6 separate regions of the Mus musculus genome follow, and regions 1, 2, 3, 4 and 5 are each linked to region 6. A link is a contact called in public HiChIP or PLAC-seq and promoter capture Hi-C data. All regions are on one chromosome and are shown on one strand. Each heading gives the region's core, a stretch centred on a gene start, on an enhancer-like site or on the middle of the called end of the contact. The rest is flanking DNA. Distances are from core to core; before and after follow the strand shown.

Region 1 (3,233 bases), core at 153-2,652, 460 kb before region 6:
CTTCCACAGGTCCTGAGTTCAATTCCCAGCAACCACATGGTAGCTCACAACCATCTGTAATGGGATCCAATGCCCTCTTCTGGTATGTCTGAAGACAGCTACAGTGTACTCATAAATAAATAATAAACCTTTTTTAAAAATTAAAGTTTATTTATACATTTATATGTCCTGGTTGTTGGGGGTGATTTTTGTATCACAGTATCATGGTTATTTACCCATAGCATCAACCACTTTAAAATACTAGGGTTTGTTTTGTTTTGTGACTGATGCCATGTTAATGTACCATAGATTATTTTGGATGTCAATGTTTTCCTATTAGGAACTACAGTGTGGTCCAAGAAGCAAAGAATATGAGGAAAACAATTGCGTGTCTAAGATGCAGATCTAAATGGTCTTAAATGTTCAATAACTTGAAATCCAGGTACAGCCAAAGCTCCTGGAAGGGAGTATAGGGTCTCCAGTTATCATGTGGGCGCCCCATGGCAGTTCCCTGGATAATCCACTAAACATAATAAAGCTAGGGGAAATACATATATGTCCAATGGCATCTGGCTTCTCCACAAGTACTGTTGGTTTATTTTATATAAAAGAGTATTGCATATATACATTTGAAACTAGGAAGGAAATAAATCAGTATTGAGGCCCCTTACATTTATGTGTATCTGTCCAACCAGTATAGCCATACTCAGTTAAGCATACATTCTAATCTGACTGTCTTGTTTTGTAGATTGTTTGCTGCATGAGGAGAATTTCTCGGTGAGGTGCCCCAAGCACAAGGTGAGTCACTGACCCCTGCACTCTCAGTGGAGCTGGCTATGTAGCTGGGAAATAGGGGTAAACCCCAGACACTGGGAGGCTTCACCCGTGCCCGTTCCCTATGCTGTAGCTGTAGCCTTCTCCTGGCCTTTGGAAGGTGGCGTGTCACTGAACTGAATGACTCCCTGGGGAAGGGGCCCAACAGCCTTTGTGGTAGGTTGGGAAGAGGTTTAGTTTTTTGAGGGGAATGTCTGTGATTCAGGAGTAATTAAATATCAGACCCAATAAAACTTACTGCTTTGTACATGAGTTTTAGTAGAACTCTATCTAGTTTGTGGATCTGGTTAATGAGTTGGTGCAAGGCCTGGTCTAGAAACATCTATCACACTAGTAAGTAGGCCAACTCCAGAGCCTGGGAGAAGCCCTCATTCTCTCTCAAGTAGTGCAGCAGAAGCAACCCAGCGGTGTATAGGTGATGGCTGCTGCCGGCCCATTTCCCAGTGTGGTGAATGCTCACTTCCTTTAGGAAAGGTGAAAAGATGAGACTTGTACCCATTCCTGCGGTACAACAGAAAGCATGGGATGGGATGAAGGAGGAGGGCAAAGGTGGAAACTTCTGCTGCCCTGCTGCCCCTGTTTTCCTGTACTTGGATCTGTGTAGCTGAGGTCACACTGACACCTGGTGGTCATTGGCGCTCAGTCTCCAGAAGGGCTGGAAAATACTAAAGGAGTCATCTTTAGAGGACTGTCCTCAGAATGTTCCTGACAGATTATGCTTGCTTTTAAGAATAATTCTCAGAGATGGGTCTTAGGATCAGACAGTATTCTCTTTATTTTTACTTATAATCATGTTTTACCTCAGCAAGCCCAGTCTGGGTGCCTCCTGTTTGTCATTCAGTACTGACTCTGCTTTTTATTTCCTTTTCCATGTGCCATTCCTGTCCTTTCGTCTACCCTTCCTGGTTCCCACACACTGTATTTCCTGTTCTGTCCCTTTTGTCTTGTCTCTTGGCTTTGGCCGGCATCAGCCTCCCCTTCCATGCCCTCTCCCCCCCTTGCAGAACAAGACCGCAAAAGGCAGCCTCAGCACAGAGCAGTCCGAGCGGGGGTGAGGGGGGAAGTGTGCACGTGGGAATGGACAGCAAGCACAGGTGAGTTGGGGCCTGCTGAGCTCCCACCACCTCCTCACCCAGCTCCGTGTGTATCTGGCCTCTGGCCTCCTAATGGCTCTAGGCTGCACCACCAGCTTTTAGTCATGTGGATTAATAAAGCAATAACAGAACAGCTTTTTATTTTGTTATTTAGCTTCCTGAATGTCTGCAAGAAGGCTTCAGAACTAACTATCCACTGCCAATTGGAGTCAGGACAACTTTTCTAAAGTTAGCCCTTAGTGAAGAGCTGACAAATGAGCCTATGAGTGATGGTCCTAAAGGCAGAGCTTCTAAGACAACCCTGTGGGTGGGAATCTTCTGCCAGGAGCCTGGTCTTTTGACTCTTGCCTTAGTGGAACCTAACCAGTGGTCACTTTAAAAACAAAACAAACAAACAAACAAAAATCCTTAAATTTTGGTAAGGCTTATATACTATGTTTGTTCGTTTGTTTTTGAAAAGAAAAAACAAACAGAATATTTTCCAAATTTTATTATTTGTAATCTCACTCCAGTATTGTGAAGAATTCTTTTTTTTTTTTTTTTTTTTTTTTTTTAAAAGCAAGCCAGGCAGTGGTGGCGCGCACCTTTAATCCCAGCACTTGGGAGACAGAGGCAGGCGGATTTCTGAGTTCGAGGCCAGCCTGGTCTACAGAGTGAGTTCCAGGACAGCCAGGGCTACACAGAGAAACCCTGTCTCAGCACCCCCCCCCCAAAAAAAAAAAGGCAACAAAAAAAACAAGGCAAATGAGATTTACTGGACTTTCATCATCCAGTTTCACTATATTCTTAATGGTGTCAAGGTATTAAACTGTGATGGGTGTGCTCACAGCCATAAGAATGCAGCTTAGTGGAGACGGGGTCTGGAAGCTTGCTTTGTCCTCTCTGCCCTGCATGTCACTGAAGGATGAGAAAAAGTAGGCTGAAGAGAATGGAACTTACATGGCCAGAGGCCTTGTTGCTCCAGTGGGCAGAGGTACTAGCTGTCTCTGAGGGATAATTCTCTAAATAGGGTCCTCTGTTCCTACAGCCACAACAGGCTCATTCTCTGTTGGGTTTGCCCTCTTCCCTGGTTAGACTAAAATCTAGGAGGTTTTTTATTGTCATTTTCTGGAAAAAAATCATAAATTTGAAAAACAGTTGAATCCATCTCAGAGTATTTGGCTTTCCTCCTCCATGAAAATGTTTGTTTAATTGGTAGTTCATTTACTGACTTCAGAGAAGGCTGCTTGCACCTTGCTGTGCCATAGGTCTGGATTCAGATGTGGGCTCCCTAGAAGGGATGCAGGGTGCTTTGTTATAGTGCTTTTTGTCTTTGCCTGCCTCTTG
Region 2 (3,475 bases), core at 435-2,934, 500 kb before region 6:
CCAGAATCAAAACTCATGACCTGTTACTGTATCCTCTACCTGGAGTCATACTCTCCTGTAGTGTAACAGACAACACAAATAACCTAATGACAATGTCAGAAAGGTGGGACTACATCAGGTGGGGAATGGCAGGATTCTACTTCCATGGAGACATCCCAGCAGAAAGTTTTTTCCTGAGGCATCGAGGGTTCTTTAAAGAACTGGGTGCTGGGCTGGAGAGATAGCTCATCAGTTAAGAGCACTGACTGCTCTCCCAGAGGTCCTGAGTTCAATTCCCAACAACAACATAGTGGCTCACAACCATCTGTAATGGGATCTGACGCCCTCTTCTGGAGTGTCTGAAGACAGCTACAGTGTACTCATATTAAATCAATCAATCAATCAATCAATCTTAAAAAAAAACAAAACAAAACCAAAAACCGAATGCATTGGAGAGAATAATGCTCTTAGATGATGACAGAAAGACAACAAAAGTTAATACTAGTTTTCAATAAAAGTGAGGTCACCAGCTTTCCAAACCAGGCTGGAGAGAACAGTCCACAACTGGGACTGGAATGTGTAGACTCAAAGTCCTGGACCTTATAACTACTCTTTTGTGGTCTCTTGCTCTTGGTGGCTCTGAATTAGGTGGTCAAGAGAGGTACTTTGAAGACAATTTTATGTCAAGAAGCAGTCAGATCTGACTTATAGGTGACTACAGTATAAGGAATCCATAGTAATACCAAGTTGAGTGTCCCAGAGTCACTAGTCACCATAAGCAGGCGATTTTGAGGAACTAGCTTTGGTTCTCAGGATGGGTCTTTGTCTTGGAGTGATTGGAGTAGTCTTGGACACCTCCTGAAACAACTGCTCCGTCATTATCTGAGGCTCCTCAGCTTAAATTAAAAGAGCTTTTGTCACCCCACAGTAACTAAAGATTTATTTAAAAAATGTCTTTGTTTGTAATAACATTCCAATATTTACTCCAGTTGAATTTGTAAGACTCATTTATCTAATGAAGTTTTTAAAGACTATATTGAATGTGTTTGTGTATTCCTAGTATTTTCTTTGTTGTATTACAGATTCCTTCATTCTTTAGACCATTTATCTGCTTACTTGCATTATTAGAAATTGATAGAAAAAGGAGATGGAATTTAAGCAATCAGCTTTATCTGGTCACTGAGTTATTTATCTAGGCTTGATCTTTGTGTCAAGCAGATGCATGTCTCATGCTTTTTCTTTTTTTCCCTTTCTAGGAGGGCTGCTGGCCTGCTGCTGTGCTGCTGAACAGTATGCAGTCGTTTCGGGAGCAAAGCAGTTACCACGGAAACCAGCAGAGCTACCCACAGGAGGTGCACAGCTCATCCCGCATAGAAGAGTTCAGCCCTCGCCAGGCCCAGATGTTCCAGAATTTTGGGGGAGCAGGTGGTGGTAGTAGTGGCACTGGCAGCAGCAGTAGCGGTCGACGAGGAACAGCTGCTGCAGCGGCAGCAATGGCTAGTGAGACCTCTGGCCATCAAGGCTATCAGGGTTTCAGGAAAGAAGCTGGAGATTTTTACTACATGGCAGGCAACAAAGACACAGTGGCAGCAGGAACCCCACAGCCTCCTCAGCGAAGGCCTTCTGGGCCTGTACAGAGCTATGGACCTCCCCAGGGGAGCAGCTTTGGCAATCAGTATGCGAGTGAGGGTCATGTGAGCCAATTTCAAGCACAGCACTCTGCCCTTGGTGGTGTGTCTCATTATCAGCAGGATTACACAGGGCCTTTCTCTCCTGGGAGTGCTCAGTATCAACAGCAGGCCTCTAGCCAACAACAGCAGCAGCAGCAGCAGCAGCAACAGCAGCAGCAGCAGCAACAGCAGCAGCAAGTACAGCAGTTGAGACAACAGCTTTACCAATCCCATCAGCCTCTGCCACAAACCACTGGACAGCCAGCCTCTGGCTCATCGCATCTACAACCAATGCAGCGGCCCTCAACTCTGCCATCTTCTGCTGGTTATCAGTTAAGAGTAGGTCAGTTTGGACAGCACTACCAGTCTTCTGCTTCCTCCTCTTCCTCCTCCTCCTTCCCTTCTCCACAGCGTTTCAGTCAGTCTGGACAAAGCTATGATGGCAGTTACAGTGTGAATGCTGGATCTCAGTATGAAGGGCATAATGTGGGTTCTAATGCACAGGCTTATGGAACACAATCAAATTATAGCTATCAACCTCAGTCTATGAAAAATTTTGAACAGGCAAAGATTCCACCAGGAAACCAGCAGGGGCAGCAGCAGCAACAGCAGCAACCACAACCTCAGCAACAGCAGCCGCAGCAACAGCAGCAACAGCAGCAGCAGCAGCAACATCCTCCCCAGCATGTGATGCAGTACACAAATGCTGCCACCAAGATGCCTCTGCAAAGCCAGGTTGGGCAGTACAACCAGCCTGAGGTTCCTGTAAGGTCTCCCATGCAGTTCCACCAGAATTTCAGCCCTATTTCTAACCCTTCTCCAGCTGCTTCTGTGGTTCAGTCTCCAAGCTGTAGCTCTACACCTTCTCCTCTCATGCAGAGTGGTGAGAATCTCCAGTGTGGGCAAGGCAATGTGCCCATGAGTTCCAGAAACCGAATTTTACAGCTAATGCCCCAGCTCAGTCCAACTCCATCAATGATGCCCAGTCCTAACTCTCATGCTGCAGGATTCAAAGGATTTGGATTAGAAGGGGTGCCGGAAAAGCGGCTGACTGATCCTGGGTTGAGTAGTTTGAGTGCTTTGAGTAGTCAAGTGGCCAATCTTCCTAATACTGTCCAGCACATGTTACTTTCTGATGCTTTGACACCTCAGAAGAAGACGTCTAAGAGGCCCTCATCATCATCTAAGAAAGCAGATAGCTGTACAAACTCAGAAGGCTCCTCACAGCCTGAAGAACAACTAAAGTCCCCTATGGCTGAGTCATTGGATGGAGGTTGCTCTAGTAGTTCAGAAGATCAAGGTGAGAGGGTGAGGCAACTGAGTGGCCAGAGCACTAGCTCTGACACCACCTATAAGTGTGGCGCTTCAGAGAAAGCTGGCTCCTCACCAACACAAGGTGCTCAGAATGAGGCCCCTAGGCTCAGTACCAGTCCTGCAACTAGGGACGAAGCTGCCTCTCCAGGTGCTAAGGACACATCACTGTCATCTGAGGGGAACACAAAAGTCAATGAGAAGACAGTTGGGGTGATTGTCTCCCGAGAAGCCATGACAGGTCGGGTAGAAAAATCTGGTGGACAAGATAAAGGCTCCCAGGAGGATGATCCTGCTGCCAGTCAGAGACCACCTAGCAATAGTGGCGTAAAGGAAATCAGCCACACATCACTTCCACAGCCAGATCCTCCAGGAGGAGGGAGCAAAGGAAACAAGAATGGTGATAATAATAGCTCTAACCACAATGGAGAGGGGAATGGCCCGAGTAGCCACTCCGCAGTAGGCCCAAGTTTCACAGGCAGGACTGAGCCTAGCAAGTCTCCTGGAAGTTTGCG
Region 3 (3,154 bases), core at 95-2,594, 340 kb before region 6:
GATGCTTGGGCTATGTTCTTTGTGACCAGAAGTCTATTTGGATTGCAGAACAGTTTTACAAACCCCATCTACTTCTTTAGAATGGAGGTTGGTCAGTGTCATGATCCTGCTCAGCAGTCCCCTTTCTGGGCATTTTAGAAATACACAAAATACTCCTCCAGGAATTATCTATGAGGTTGATTCTCAATACTTTGCACTGCATTTCATGCCAAGTGAATCATTTGAGGCATTGATTCTGTGCTTTGAAATTTCCTAAGTAATTGACCATGGTAATGAACCATAGTCTCACTGGGACCTCATACCATGAGAGGTACAATGAACGTTCAGGGATGAAAGTGTAACCAATGCTAGCCAATCTCAGCCATCAATTCTCCAAATATAGGTTTCCCAAGACAGCCCTCAAGAGTCACAATCATCCTGAGTAAATTCCCACTTCTGAGAATGCTTATGAAAAGAAAAATACCTAGAGATGGCTCTTAAACTCACGTTGGTTATTATTTCACTGAAAGGCAAAAAAGGGAAATAAACAGTGCACAAGACAGAGTTCAGGAGAGATGTTCCCATGTTCCATCTGTCCACTTCCAGAGAGTCCAAAGGACAGCAATCAATTATCTGTACACATGACTGCAGAGAATTGGAAACATGGGAGACCTACTGCCCACTGATGTCCAGGTTCTCAGTCCCAGTTTCCTGTTGTGGACATGGCACCCAGTCAGCACCTCTGCTTATCTTAGATAATGTCATGCATGACACAGACAGGAAGAGATGAGAAGTCCAATGTGTTGTCCCAGACCAACATGCAGGTTTAATCATCTGGCACCAGAAGTTATTCTACTAGGGTCCTGGAGCAAACTTGGAGGAACCCAACAGCCGGAGTCTGTCAGTAACCTGAGGAAGTTGTTTCCCTAGTCCCCTTTCTGATCATGATCCATGCTGGTGTCTTGCCTAACATGCAGGTCTCCTTTCAGGACAAATTGGGGCTCAGGAAAGTCCCTTGTCTCTGTCACAACATATAGTACCATTCTATCAAAACATGAATCTTGATTGGGCAGGGCCAAGAATCATGGATAGAAAGAGGGAGCAGGCTTAGAGGATTCAAGCCAGCAATAAAAATGGAGTCACACACAGGCTCCAGTGATACAGACATGGTCAGTGCAGGGGAGGTATGGACAGCTGAGAGGAGGAGAGTGGTGTATAGTCCTTTCTGTAGGGTTGCATGGTGTGGTCTCTATTCATCCCCTGCCTCCCTTCTGCCACACAGAAGGTGCATCAGAGATATCCTACCTAGATTCCACTGGGACTTCTGAGCCTTTGATCTTCAGAGGCGTGGATCCAGCAAGGGCAGGGACTGAGCCTATGCTGACCCTAGTGAATGGTGAGCTGGCATGTGCTGTGGCACAGCAGTGCCCAGCACACAAGTACCATTTGTTGGAAGACTCAGGAGTCATCTTTCTGTTTTCCTCAATATAACCCATCCTGACCACAGACCTTTGGCCTGAAGAGAAATCTGCCTTATCTATGTTAATGTGGAAGACTGTTGCCAGGAGAAATTGACATACCAAGAAACAGAGGGTGAATAAGACAGATGCCAGCATATGACAAGTACCTGAACCAACTTAGAGTCCCACCAAGATTCCCAGACCATTTCTCAGCTTCCTCAGACTGGATCTGAGAAATGTGGCATTTTATATCTTCCTGTCTGATCAACTGAGTGACTATAGACCTGTACTGAAGATTGTAAATACTCTAGTTCTCTTGCCCTAGTGGCCCTCACTCACCCACAGGGAATCCAGCTGCTCTCCCCCATGCCCTTTCCCTTACCCATAGGGGTTCCAGCCTCATTTCCGCTAATGCGGGAGACAGCTCTGACAGCTCACACACCCAGAGAAGCCATTGACTGAATGCCAGTCAACCCCCATGTCCTGCCAAAAACCAAACAAACAAAAACCCTACTCTACAAAGTACTAGAAGGTCTCATCTCTCTGTTAGTTGTGTCATCAAGCCACCAAAGCTTTCAATGTGTACCATACCAGATGATTTTTCTGCACACAATGATCAGATCATCCACCTTGAAGCAGCGGTCCACTGGACATTTACCTACCATGCTCAGCTGAGCAGAATCAACTTGCTCAGCTCGAGGGAGAGACTGATCCTCTCTGGCCCCTCCCTACACTTGGACAAACAAAACACAGGATTGGGCTGGAGGCAGAGGACAAAGGGCAACTCTGGCACTCCTTTATACAGTTTCAGGATGCAAGCTCGAGGCTTCTTGATCCTATGTGTTGTATTGAGTGTTGGTCACTGGTCTTTGGGAAGCTTGGACAGAAGTGGGGCAGCCATGGAGCTGCTGACTGGGACTGGCCTGTGGCCCGTGGTCATAGTCACAGTCATCTTCATATTACTGGTGGACATGTTGCACCGGTGCCAGCGCTGGACTTCTTGCTGCCCACCAGACCCTGTGCCATGGCCTGTGCTGGGTAACCTGCTGCAGGTGGACCTGGATAACATGCCATATAACTTGTACAAGGTGAGTAAAGTAGGGAAGGATGGTAACTGATGTCATAGTGTCCTTAGCAGCACATAGTGGAGGTTAAGAAACAAGTCATACAGGGATCTGGGCCACCAAGAAGAGACAGACTTATCAATTTTTTGGTGGTAGCCACTGGGACCTTCTAGAGCAAAAGTTTTGGAGGTCCAGGAGGTAAAGCAGGATGTGACAACAAAGTTCAGTCTAGTTGGGGAGGGCAGCAAGCATAGAGGTGACAAGTCCCTTATGATCTTGTCAAAGCCGAGGTCTTGATCTGCTGGGAGGTCGAATGCACTGAACACTGAGTGGAGAGAGGAGATGTGACTGCTGAATCTCTTACCACTATGTGTTCTCTGGATGCATTGCCCATCTGGAGGAAACAGATTTTCTTCATGTGTGATGAAATGCTAAGGGTCCCCAGGACAATTTTGTGGCTCTGGCAATGTAACAACTGGGTGGTCACATCTACTGTGATTCCTTTGCTGAACTTAAAAGATAAGACACCACAGTGGTAGGCATCCTCAGGCTGGGGATGGAGCTTAAGAATGAACATTTTTCTTGGATATATGAGGAAGAAGGTTTACGCACACACATCCATGTGCATGCACACAAACATACACACACACA
Region 4 (3,504 bases), core at 888-3,387, 280 kb before region 6:
AGATGGCCTGGAAGCCCGTGGTTGTGATCAGCGGACTGAAGGCCGTGCGGGAAGTGCTGGTGACCTGTGGAGAGGACACAGCTGACCGCCCTGAAATGCCCATCTTTCAACACCTAGGCTATGGGGAAAAAGCTAAAGGCAAAATGCAGTGTGGGGGCAGAGATGGCATCAGAGCCAATTTGGGGGACACTGAGAAGAAGAAGATTAGGGCATGATGCAGGTGGTATTGAAGTTAAGAAATTCAAAAACAAAGTCCCTGAAATCCATTGTGGAGCCTCCTAAGCATGCTGGAGGGTGGTAGAGATATGTGTTGGGGGATGGGTGAGGTTATGGGGGCCACTGATCCCAGAGGAGAAGAAAAATGAAATGGGGAGAGGACAACACAGACAGGTATCCTTGGTTACACACATATGCACTTTCAGGTGTGGTCTTTGCACCTTACGGGCCTGAATGGCGAGAACTGAGGAGATTCTCTGTGTCAACCCTGCGCAACTTGGGCCTGGGCAAGAAATCGCTGGAGCAGTGGGTGACAGAGGAAGCTGGCCACCTCTGTGATGCCTTCACCGCCCAGGCTGGTGGGTGATGTGTGTGGACTGCAAGTGGGGACAGGGAGACAGCAACAATATCCTGAATTTTACTTGCATCTCCACTCCTAGGGAGTCCCCTCGATCCTTACACACTCCTGAACAAAGCTGTGTGCAATGTGATTGCGTCTCTCATTTATGCCCGTCGCTTTGAGTATGGAGACCCTGACTTCATCAAGATGCTAAAAATATTGAAAGAAAACATGGGAGAGAATACTGGCTTGTTTCCAGAGGTAGGAGACTCAAGGGCAGCCTTCAGATCAACTTCCCTGCTTTCCATCTTCCAAGAGGAGGCTGTAGACAGGAGATTTGGAAAGGAGACCTCTAGAAGTGTCATCCACAGGAATAGGAGCCTGAAGCTTGACAAGCATGCAGCAATGTGAGGGGAGAAGAGGCCCAAGATTAGGCCCTCTAGAATGTGAGAAGCTGGGCCTCTGCTCACAGGGAAGCCACCAAAGCCTATGGGATTTCCACCAAGGTGCTGCTAGAGGCTGAAGGCATGGACTAAGAAGGAGTCAGGTGATGGGTGGGAACACATAGGGCCCGTGTCCATCATGGAAGAGGCTGGTAACTAAGACTGGCCGAGATCAACACTAAGCCTATGTACCCAGGAGCCAGAGAGATGGTTAGTGGGTAAGGAGCTTGCCAGGCAAGCAGGGTGCTTGAGTTTCAATCCTGGATGCCACGCAACTGACTCTCTATGGTTTTCCTGGACCTCAACATCTTTGTTGTGTCAATAGCACTGCTCACATCATTTGCACATGGAAACACATTGAAATAATGACTATTATTACTGAAGTTATTTCTTACTTATTATTGTTATTTTAACTAATTATTTACTCAACTCGTTAAATTAAAGGCAGCAGGAAAACTTACCATATTCTATGGTTGTTACAGGTTCTGAACACATTTCCAATTCTCCTGCACATCCCAGGGTTGGCTGACAAAGTCTTCCCTGGGCAAAAGACATTTCTCACCCTGGTAAATAAGCTGGTGACTGAGCACAAGAGGACCTGGGACCCTGACCAGCCACCTCGTGACCTGACTGATGCCTTTCTGGCTGAAATGGAGAAGGTGAGAGACTCTGCAATCTGGTGTCCATTGCGCTGTGAATAACCCAGTGACACTGAAATGTCACCACCTAAAGTCATCAGGAGAGTGTTATGGGGCCTTCCAGTCTCTCCACTGAGTCTACTGCTTTTCTGTGTCCTAGGCAAAGGGGAACCCTAAGAGTAGCTTCAATGAAGCAAATCTACGTCTGGTTGTCTTTGACCTGTTTGGTGCTGGGATTGTGACCAGTTCAATCACTCTGACCTGGGCCCTGCTGCTCATGATCTTGCATCCAGATGTGCAGCGTGAGACTGATGGGGCTGGGAAGAAAGGAGGAGGAGGGTAGAGGCACAGTTCTTAAGCTTACTTGGGACTCTTGTGGCTCCCAACACTGGTTTAACCCAGACTCCAGCAAGGGTGATGGTCACCTTTCTCCCATGGGCTCAGCCCTTAACAGAGCAGTAGTAGAGGGACAAAGGACACCCCTCTGGTGTTCCTTTTTCTAAGTGGTTGTTGCCTTTCCAGGCCGAGTGCAAGAGGAAATCGACGAGGTCATAGGGCAGGTGCGGTGTCCAGAGATGGCAGACCAGGCCCACATGCCCTACACCAATGCTGTCATTCATGAGGTGCAGCGCTTTGCAGACATTGTCCCAATGAACTTGCCACACAAGACTTCTCATGATATTGGAAGTACAGGGCTTCCTTATCCCTAAGGTAGGCCTGGGACCCTCCAATGTCTAGTCAGGGTTGCTAGCTCTCTAATGTCTGAGCTGTCCACTTAAGATAGGACTGGAATTTAGGCTACCCAGTTCTCCATGCCACAGAACCAGCTTCCCCAGGTAACTATGGGAAGAGAAACAGTAGCAGGAACTGTATACTGGAAAGTCAAGTGGTAACAGCCACTACCTACAAATACAGGTGACAATGTGTATATCTGTCACTTATCACATATTCATGTCATAGTATTAATGACAGCTAAGAAGTCTCTAGGGCTAAGGTTATATGAAAGGATCCAGTCTGTGAGGTAGAGACCATGCATGTGAGCTTGGTGATCAGAGACTAGACAACCCCACCCCAGTCCAACCTCACACCATGTGCCTTCTGCCAGGGGACGACCCTCATCCCCAACCTGTCCTCCGCGCTAAAGGATGAGACTGTCTGGGAGAAGCCCCTCCGCTTCCATCCTGAACACTTCCTGGATGCCCAGGGCCATTTTGTGAAGCCTGAGGCCTTCATGCCATTCTCAGCAGGTGCCTCTGGGGTGCCTGGCTCCCTGTCTCTCCCCGGGGTGCCTTGGAGGGTGGAGCACTGTGGGGCATCAGGCCTGGGGAAATAAAGGGGGTGGGAGAGAACCCGAACTGGACATGGGGGACTGCCTTGCACTCTCTATGCCGCCCGGGTGAGCGTCTGGCTGTGGGAAGCTATGAACCTCAGTTCAAGGGGGGGCAGAGAGGAAGCAGTCCAGGGTCTCTGGGCCTCATGGAGGCCAGAGACGACAGGTTCTCAGTCTCACACATCCCAGATGTCACTGTATGTCGTGTAAGAGCTGAGAACAGGCCCTCAGATGGACTCTGGCCGGGGGCCGGAGGGAGGGTAAGGGGAGAGCCCTGGCAGTTTACTGCAGGGATGAGAGAACCTGACTAGTTCAGGCTGCTAGCTCGGTGGGTGCCTTGGGTTGGCTGGCGGCCATGGCTGGAGTGCAGGAAGGCCTTCCAGTGGGAGGTTAGATGTGGCTCTTTAGAGGAACGCCTACTCTGTTTCCCCAACACAGTGAGTCTCAATGAGCAGAGATTGTCTATGGTTTTAGAGCTTTATTGTAGAAAAACAGGGAGAAAGAGAGAAGGTAGAAAGAAATAGGCCAGCCATAGCC
Region 5 (3,649 bases), core at 974-3,473, 410 kb before region 6:
CAGTCACCCAAAGGAGTCACTTCATACTTTTGAGAATGCTTAGGGAAAGAAGTCCTTGACATGTCTCTGATACTCACTGCTGGTCCTCATTTCAATGAATCTAGACAGGTCAAAGGCAATAAAGAGAAATAAGCAGTGTGCAGGACAGAGTCCAGGAGCATTTGCCCATGTTCCATCTGTCTTCCTCCAGGGAGTTTAAAGGACAGCAATCAATTATGTCAACACAGGACTGCAAAGCACTCCAAACCCAGTAGACTCCATGCCCCATGATGTTCAGGACTCATCTTCCTGTTGTGGACATGTCACACCTGTGCTGCTGACATGAATATCCATACCTGAGTACACATAAAATCACATAGTTCTGATGGACCACGTTTGTTTACATGGCCGAGGGGACATGGACAGAGGATGATTGGAAAAGAAGAGTGCCAACAGGCATACGGTTAGCAAATCATCCAGGCCATCTCCCAAAAACTGGATATAGAGAGGAAACTCATTACAGCAAAGAGTGTTTGACATCCTTCACCTTTCTGTGCATGTACCTTATAAGGGTTCACTTACCGAATGTAGGAAAATCAAGCCTGAACTAACCCATTCTGCACTGGAGGCAATATCCTGTAAACACCACTGCTTGACTAAGATAATGGCATGTATGACACAGACAGGGAGAGATGAGAGTCCCAATGTGGTGTCCCAGCTTGGAGAGGCAGGTTTAATATCAGGCACCGAAAGTTTCTTTGGGAGTTTCCTCGAGCAAACCAGGAGGAACCTAGCATCCTGAGACTGTCAGTGACCTGAGCAAGTGTCTTCCTAATCCACATTCTGACCATGAACCATGCTGTTGTCCTGACTCCCATGCAGGTCTTTTTTCAGGACTGGTAGGGGCTCAAGAAAGACCTTTGTATTGGTTCAAACCTATGATGCCGTTCTAGGGAAATGTGTTCTAGGGAAATGTGTTGAGCAGGGCCAAAAATCATGGATAAGAAAAAGGCTTACAGGATTCAGGCCTCCAATAAGCATATAGTCACCCACAAGCTCCAGTGACTCAGAGGTGGTCAGTGCTAGGGTTGCACAGGCAGCAGAGAGGAGGAGGTCCGTGTGTACTCATTGCTGTTGGGATGCATGGTGTGGACTCTGCTCAGCCCATGCCTCCCTTCTGCCAGGTACAGCAGAGAGAGCATTAGAGAGCCTATCTAATAGGGTTGCTCTGGGTCTTCTGAGACTTTGATCTTCAGAGATCTGGATCCAGCAAGGACATGGACTGAGCCTCTGTTGACACTCGCAAATGGTGAGTTGGCATGTGTAGTGTGCCCAGCAATTCCCGGCACAGAAGCGCCATTTGTTGGAAGACTTAGGAGTCATCTTTCCTTATTCCTCATAGCAGCCCAGCCTGACTCGTGTCCTCTGGCCCTAAGACAAATGTTTCTTACCTATGTTCACGTGGAAGACTGTTGCCAGGAGAGATTGAACCACCAAGAAACATAGGTTAACTAAGAGACTGAGGCCAGCATGACAAGAACCTGACCCAATTTAGTGACCCCTCAAAATTCTCAGACCATTGCTCAGCTTCCTCAGACTGGGTTTGAGAAATCCCATATTGTATGTCTTGCTCCCTAATCAACTGGTGTCCTGTACTGAAGATGCCACTGCTCCAGATGCACTTCACAACTCACTCACCAAGGGGGATCTAAGTACCTTCCCACCACTGGCCCTCACTCACCCACAGGAATCTGAGCTGCTCTCCCCCAATGCTCTTCCAATGCCAAGAGGGGCTCCAGCCTCTTTCCCTCAACTGTAGAAGACAGCTCCCACTGCTCACACACCCACAGACGCCACTGACTGGATGCCACTCAACCCTTGTGTCCTCTCAACAAAGTGTTCTGTGAAGGTCTAGGAGGTCTCATTTTTCTCTGAGGCAATGTTCAAGCTCCCAAAGCTTTGAATGTGAATTGTATCTGAAGATTTTTCAGCACTCAATGATCAGACATCTGCCTACCATATTTAGCCTAGCAGAATCAGCATGCTCAGCTCGTGGAATGGACTGATCATCTCTGGCCTGTCTCTACACTTAGCCAAACAAAACACAGGATTGGGGTTGGGGGCAGAGGACAAAGGGCAACCTGGACACTCCTTTATAAGGTGGTAGGATCCAAGCTTGGGTCTTCCTGATCCAAGGTGTTTGATGGAGTGTTGTTCATTGGCCTAGGTGAAGCCTGGGAAGCAGTGGGGCAGCCATGGAGCTGCTGACTGGGACTGACCTGTGGCCTGTGGCCATATTCACAGTCATCTTCATATTACTGGTGGACCTGTTGCACCGGCGCCAGCGCTGGACTTCTCGCTACCCACCGGGCCCTGTGCCATGGCCTGTGCTGGGTAACCTGCTGCAGGTGGACCTGGATAACATGCCATACAGCTTTTACAAGGTCAGTGACTTAGTGGTGTATCTTTATTGTGCTAATAGTGTCTGTAGTGTACACAGTGAAGGCCAAGCCACAGGTCCAACAGCGATCTGGAACCTCTAAACGGGCCAAGTTTGCTGATTTCTGGTTGCATCCAATGAATCTCTCTAGGGCAACGGATATGGGGGTCAAAGTCCAGAAGATGAATCAGGATGTGAGAGCAGGGTTCAGTTTAGTTGTAGAGATCATCAGCCATACAGGTTCCAGGTCTGTTATGGTCCTGTCAAAGATGAGGTCTTACCATTATGCAAGGTATAGTTAGCATGTCAGTCAGGACACTGAGTGCAGAGAGCAATGTGGCTGCCTGAATCTTTTGCTGCTGCTGTGTTCTGCAGCCTCACTGCCCATCTCAAGGAACCAGAGTTTCTTCATGTGTAATGAAATGCTAAGGAACTCCAGGACAGATTTCTGCCTCTTGCAAAGTCAACACTGGGAAGTCACATCTACTGTGATTCCTTTGCTGAACTTAAAAGATAAGACACTGCAGTGGTAGGCAGTCTCATGCCCGGGAGGGAGCTCTGTGAAGAGCATTTCCCCAGGATACATGAGGAGCAAGGTTCAACAACAGAAACAACAACAACAACAACAGCACACACACACCAAAACAAAAACACACACAGGTGGGCACACACATGTTTATACAAACAAATACACGGTAGAACCCACATGTGCACACTCAACTCCTTGCCCATGTTTGTACAGTGACCCTGGTTCTATGATATGTGCAAACCTACACTTCCTATGTGCTCTGTCCCTTTACTTCTTCAAAACCACTATGGTGACATGTTCAGCCTGCAGATGGGCTGGAATGCCATGGTCATTGTCAACGGACTGAAGGCAGTACAGGAAGCACTGGTGACCTGTGGCGAATACACTGCTGACCGCCCTGAAATGCCCATATTTCCACACCTAGGCTATGGACAAAAAGATAAAGGTACAGTGCAGTGTGGTGGCAGAGATGACATTAGAGTCACACAATGGGGACAGTGAGCAAAGGAAGATCAGGGTTCGATGTAGGTGTTAATGGAGTTTAAAAAAATCCAACAAAACATCCCTGAAATCCATTGTGGAGCCCCTTTAGCATGGTGGGAGATGTTCGTAGTAGAAAAGGGTGAAATAATGAGGGACAGTGATCTCAGAGGAGAAGAGAAATGAAGTGGGGAGAGGGCAGCACAGCCAGGTCTCCATGG
Region 6 (3,542 bases), core at 590-3,089:
TGCTGGGACACAGAAAGGACACAGAGCCTGCCTCTGAGGGTACTCAGTGATATCAAGTGAGTGGGCATAGCGCATGACAGCAATTCCTACCTCCTCCAAACCTCATAAAGGTCGCTGAATCACGACTATGTACCTGTAGATGGCCAAAACTAGAGAATGTCTTGGTTTATATGCACATGAAATACTAGTCACGACAGAAAAGACTACATTTTAGACCTTAAAACAAGTCTGAAAAACTAAATTTTTTAAATAATTTATCTGTATGTGCGTGTGTGTGTGTGTGTGTGTGTGTGTGTGTTCATGTGTGTATGTGTATAGGGACCACATTATGCAGGTGCTTAATAGAGGCTAGAAAAAAGGTTACTGGGCCCCTTAGAGCTAGTTATGGTAGTTGTGAATCATCCAACATGGGTCTATAAAGAAAGTCCCAGGTTAGCCAGGTTTCAAAAAGGAGGGGAGAGAATAAAAGAAAAAAACAAAAATCAATAATGTGGTGGTTTGGGCCCCATAAGTTCATGTGTTTGAATGCTAGGTCCCTAGTTAGTGGAACTGTTTTGGGAAGGACTAGGAGGTGTGGCCTTGTTGGAGTATGTGGCCCTTGTTGAAGATGTGTCACTAGAAGTGACTAGAGGCCGGCCCAGTCTTTCTCTATTGTAAGACCTCAGCTGCTGCTTCAAGGCCACTCATGCCTGCCTGCTGCCATGCTCTCCTCCATGAGAGTTTAAATGCTGTGTGCTGAGCATATCTGTGTGCATTGTACTTTGACTGGAAGTACTGTTTGTTCAAATCACCACAAAAATATCCATAAAAGCATGGTGCACTTACTATATTAGAATGTCGTTAGGCAGCAATTCTTCAGCTTTTATTTATATAGCAGCGAATATATATAGATATATACCATAGAGTATAGATATAGATTAGATACAGAGGTAGATATAGCTTCCATGGTTTGGGATGTAAAATCCCTAGTCTAAAATGGAAATGATTAGGCTAGGTGAAGTAGCACTAAGGAGACTGAAGCAGGGGAAATGTGGAGTGCAAGGTCAAATGTAACTGCGGGGCTGGAGAGATGCCTCAGTGAGTGCTTAAGCACTCTAACTGCTCTGCCAAAGGACCTGGGCTCAATTCCCAGCTCCACAAAGCAAATCATAACCGTCGGTCCCAGAGGAATCCATAGCCTTCTTTTGGCCTCCATGGACTCCAAAAAGCACACGTGGCGCACACCTATACAAACATCCAAAACACCCACACACATTTATTTACAAAAAGGCAACCGCAAGTGCTGTGGGCACAAACCTGCAGAGGCAGAGAAATCACTGCAAGCTCTGAGGCCAGCCTGGCTGGTCTACGTAAGTGAGTTCCAGGCCAGGCGCAGTGAGACGACAACTCAAAACAATGGCATGAAGTAAGTAAACAAACGGGGCTGAGAAACGCCAAAAAGCTCAAGCCAGAGGCGCTTTTGCGATCGACACCATGTCTACAAGAAAACGGTTTTCCGGAAGCACATACACAATATGCTCAGCAGTACGCACTGTTGCTGCGGAAAGACTGCCATTGCCGCCTGGCACCGTTATCTATGCCCGAGGTCTTCTCCTCCGAGCCTGCCAACCACGGCGCCTGGCTGAAGGAACAAACTTTTGGTAAGAGCAGACAGAGCGCCTCACCGCTGCCTGAAGCCTCGACGCTGCGCCTCCTGGTGGTTCCTCAGCGCCGCCGTTGAACGAGCCAACCCCGGATCGGTGTTTCCGCGGTAGAGCATGCGCATTGCAGAGCCCGAGGCTTCCAGCCAATCAGAGAGCCCTAGTCCAGTCAGTCCTTCCCTCTGCACTGCAGGAGGCACGGCAGCGAGTCCCGTGGCACCGCGCGTGCGCACGCTGAAGGGGCGGGGCTTCCTCGGCAAGATGGCGGCCGCGGCCACCGGCCTGCGCCAAGCTGCTGCTGCGGCAGCCAGTACCTCGGTGAAGCCCATTTTCAGTCGCGACCTGAACGAGGCCAAGCGGAGGGTGCGCGAGCTCTACCGCGCTTGGTATCGGGAGGTGCCGAACACCGGTGAGAGGCAGGGGTGCATTCGGGGCGCCGGAGGCACCTGCCCAAGGTCTCTCGGCCGAGCTGAGGTCACGTAGTGGGACAGAAACGAGCCCTGGGCTTCGGGGGAAGGGGGTCACCCGAGCCAGAGTGCCCCACACCGGGACAGGGCTTCCGAGCGCCCCAGTTGCTTTGGTGGCCTTTGTTCCTTATTTCTTATGGAGCCCCTGGGAGGGGCGTCCGCGGTCCTGAGCTAGCCCCGGGTGCTTCTTGAACCCAGCTTTACAGTTCCAGAGAAGGTTCTAGATGCCCATTCGATTTTGTAACTAAAGTGGCGAAGGGCTTTAGCAGTTATCTGTTACTTAGTCTGGAGAACAAACTGCATCACGAGAGGGAAACGACTTGACGAAGGTCACCCAGTAGCTGCCTGCTGCCCTTTGAAGCCTCCAGACGAAATGGCCCCTCAGAGCTCCCCAGCTTTGCTCACTAGATCAGCTTGCCCCAGAATTTTGAAGTCTAACCCCCTTCTGCTGCAAAACACGCCTTTTCCCGTAGGTGGGAGAATCTAGTCTGTTCACCTGAGTGGCGAGTGTGAATCTGCAATCTTGGTTGTCTCCCTCAATGCTGCCACTGTAGTGGATTTTAAAAGGGGGTTAGCGAGAGTTCAAATGTCCTACATATGTCAGGGACATCTTTTGTTGTTGAGTAGACATGTATTTAACTTGAGCTGATCTGAGGGGAAAGGCGTTTTCCAATGAGTAACAACAGCTCCACAGCACGCCTCAGCACTGCTTGAGAGGCAGCCACACTGTCCTCAGTTTCGACCTTTATTAGCTGTGTGACCTTGGGTAAGATTTTTCACCGGTATTTGCTCATCTGTGAAATGGCCATAATACTGTCTTCTTCCGGGAGTTACTGTATTAAATAGGTTACTTAAGTAACTGATATAAAACTCGGGGGAGGCACTGATGGGAGAAGATTCCTCTTAGTTATTAGAACACAGACTGGAGAAAAAACAAAACAAAAAAACCATGCCCACCTCAGGCTGGAGTTTACCTGACAGTAGTTATAATACTGCACCCTTCAGTCTCTGGGCCTGATGCTTCACAAATACTAAGATTCTGAGTGACGGGTTCTGTCTCAACTTAAACTTGTCTCAGTTTGTCATTGTACAGTTCTTTCCTGAAATCCCTGTGTGCGCACTGACCTTGGTGACAGCTCTCTCAGAACCTAGCCTAGTGTTCACCATTTCTGCAATCACTGAATTGGAGTATAACAAAAGATTCAAACCTGATTTAGACACAGCATGATTTTGTCTGTGTTTTTGTGACTTTTTGTTGTTTTGTTTTTCTGAGACAGCGTCTCACATTGTAGCCTTGGCTGGCCTGGAACTTGCTACGTAAACCAGGCAGGCCTTGAACTCAAAGAGCCATCTGCCTCTGTGCTACCACACCGGGCTTGGTTTTGTTTTTGGGTGTTGTGTTTTGGTTTGGTTTGTTGTTTTTTGTTTTTTTGAG

Evidence for each region. Promoter capture Hi-C pulls out the DNA fragments that hold promoters and counts their contacts. HiChIP or PLAC-seq counts read pairs in DNA pulled down with a chosen protein or histone mark.
Region 1: a promoter capture Hi-C map of trophoblast stem cells shows a contact between it and region 6, with 5 times the contacts expected there. The contact joins the enhancer-like site here to the promoter of Ndufa6 in region 6. A contact is called at or near these places in 12 of 39 promoter capture datasets (the 3T3-L1 cell line, the C10 cell line, the HPC-7 cell line and 8 more), 2 of 15 datasets of contacts at CTCF or cohesin (the NIH/3T3 cell line and large pre-B cells), 7 of 484 Hi-C or Micro-C datasets (cerebellar granule neurons, cerebellum, cerebral cortex and 4 more), 21 of 115 datasets of contacts at active chromatin or transcription factors (astrocytes, bone marrow-derived macrophages, craniofacial prominence and 10 more) and 2 of 9 other capture datasets (embryonic stem cells and liver).
Region 2: an H3K4me3 HiChIP or PLAC-seq map of stem cell-derived neural progenitor cells shows a contact between it and region 6, with 4 times the contacts expected there. The contact joins the enhancer-like site here to the promoter of Ndufa6 in region 6. A contact is called at or near these places in 4 of 39 promoter capture datasets (the HPC-7 cell line, embryonic stem cells and trophoblast stem cells) and 6 of 115 datasets of contacts at active chromatin or transcription factors (embryonic stem cells, extraembryonic endoderm stem cells and stem cell-derived neural progenitor cells).
Region 3: a contact with region 6 is called in a promoter capture Hi-C map of liver. The contact joins the enhancer-like site here to the promoter of Ndufa6 in region 6. A contact is called at or near these places in 3 of 39 promoter capture datasets (cranial neural crest, embryonic stem cells and liver), 1 of 484 Hi-C or Micro-C datasets (liver), 4 of 115 datasets of contacts at active chromatin or transcription factors (embryonic forebrain and embryonic stem cells) and 1 of 9 other capture datasets (embryonic stem cells).
Region 4: a contact with region 6 is called in a promoter capture Hi-C map of liver, with 3 times the contacts expected there. The contact joins the enhancer-like site here to the promoter of Ndufa6 in region 6. A contact is called at or near these places in 2 of 39 promoter capture datasets (both in liver), 4 of 484 Hi-C or Micro-C datasets (all in liver) and 5 of 115 datasets of contacts at active chromatin or transcription factors (differentiating embryonic stem cells, embryonic stem cells, hepatocytes and 1 more).
Region 5: a promoter capture Hi-C map of liver shows a contact between it and region 6, with 2.2 times the contacts expected there. The contact joins the promoter of Cyp2d40 here to the promoter of Ndufa6 in region 6. A contact is called at or near these places in 5 of 39 promoter capture datasets (the 3T3-L1 cell line, cranial neural crest, embryonic stem cells and 1 more) and 8 of 115 datasets of contacts at active chromatin or transcription factors (embryonic forebrain, embryonic hindbrain, embryonic stem cells and 5 more).

The regions. Positions count from the first base shown.
Region 1 is chr15:82,813,155-82,816,387 of GRCm38.p6, reverse strand. It overlaps Tcf20 (transcription factor 20), which reads left to right. Exons shown (of 5, transcript NM_013836.3): 4 at 728-777. Among named protein-coding and RNA genes, the nearest start is that of Cyp2d26, 21 kb to the right of the region's middle. Within about 2 kb of position 1,402, at least 18 of the 459 cell types and tissues checked have an H3K27ac peak or open chromatin away from gene starts, as enhancers often do. A contact at or near this core is called in epiblast stem cells and trophoblast stem cells, where this site is marked.
Region 2 is chr15:82,855,045-82,858,519 of GRCm38.p6, reverse strand. Tcf20 (transcription factor 20) reads left to right here. Exons shown (of 5, transcript NM_013836.3): 2 at 1,236-3,475. The coding sequence starts at 1,272. Among named protein-coding and RNA genes, the nearest start is that of Tbrg3, 42 kb to the left of the region's middle. Within about 2 kb of position 1,684, at least 50 of the 459 cell types and tissues checked have an H3K27ac peak or open chromatin away from gene starts, as enhancers often do. A contact at or near this core is called in stem cell-derived neural progenitor cells, where this site is marked.
Region 3 is chr15:82,692,186-82,695,339 of GRCm38.p6, reverse strand. No RefSeq gene overlaps it. Among named protein-coding and RNA genes, the nearest start is that of Cyp2d40, 70 kb to the left of the region's middle. Within about 2 kb of position 1,344, at least 9 of the 459 cell types and tissues checked have an H3K27ac peak or open chromatin away from gene starts, as enhancers often do. A contact at or near this core is called in liver, where this site is marked.
Region 4 is chr15:82,637,419-82,640,922 of GRCm38.p6, reverse strand. It overlaps the pseudogene Cyp2d13. Among named protein-coding and RNA genes, the nearest start is that of Cyp2d34, 18 kb to the right of the region's middle. Within about 2 kb of position 2,137, at least 6 of the 459 cell types and tissues checked have an H3K27ac peak or open chromatin away from gene starts, as enhancers often do. A contact at or near this core is called in hepatocytes and liver, where this site is marked.
Region 5 is chr15:82,762,696-82,766,344 of GRCm38.p6, reverse strand. It overlaps Cyp2d40 (cytochrome P450, family 2, subfamily d, polypeptide 40), which reads left to right and starts at 2,223. Exons shown (of 6, transcript NM_023623.2): 1 at 2,223-2,423. The coding sequence starts at 2,235.
Region 6 is chr15:82,352,588-82,356,129 of GRCm38.p6, reverse strand. Ndufa6 (NADH:ubiquinone oxidoreductase subunit A6) reads left to right here and starts at 1,839. Exons shown (of 3, transcript NM_025987.3): 1 at 1,839-2,049. The coding sequence starts at 1,902.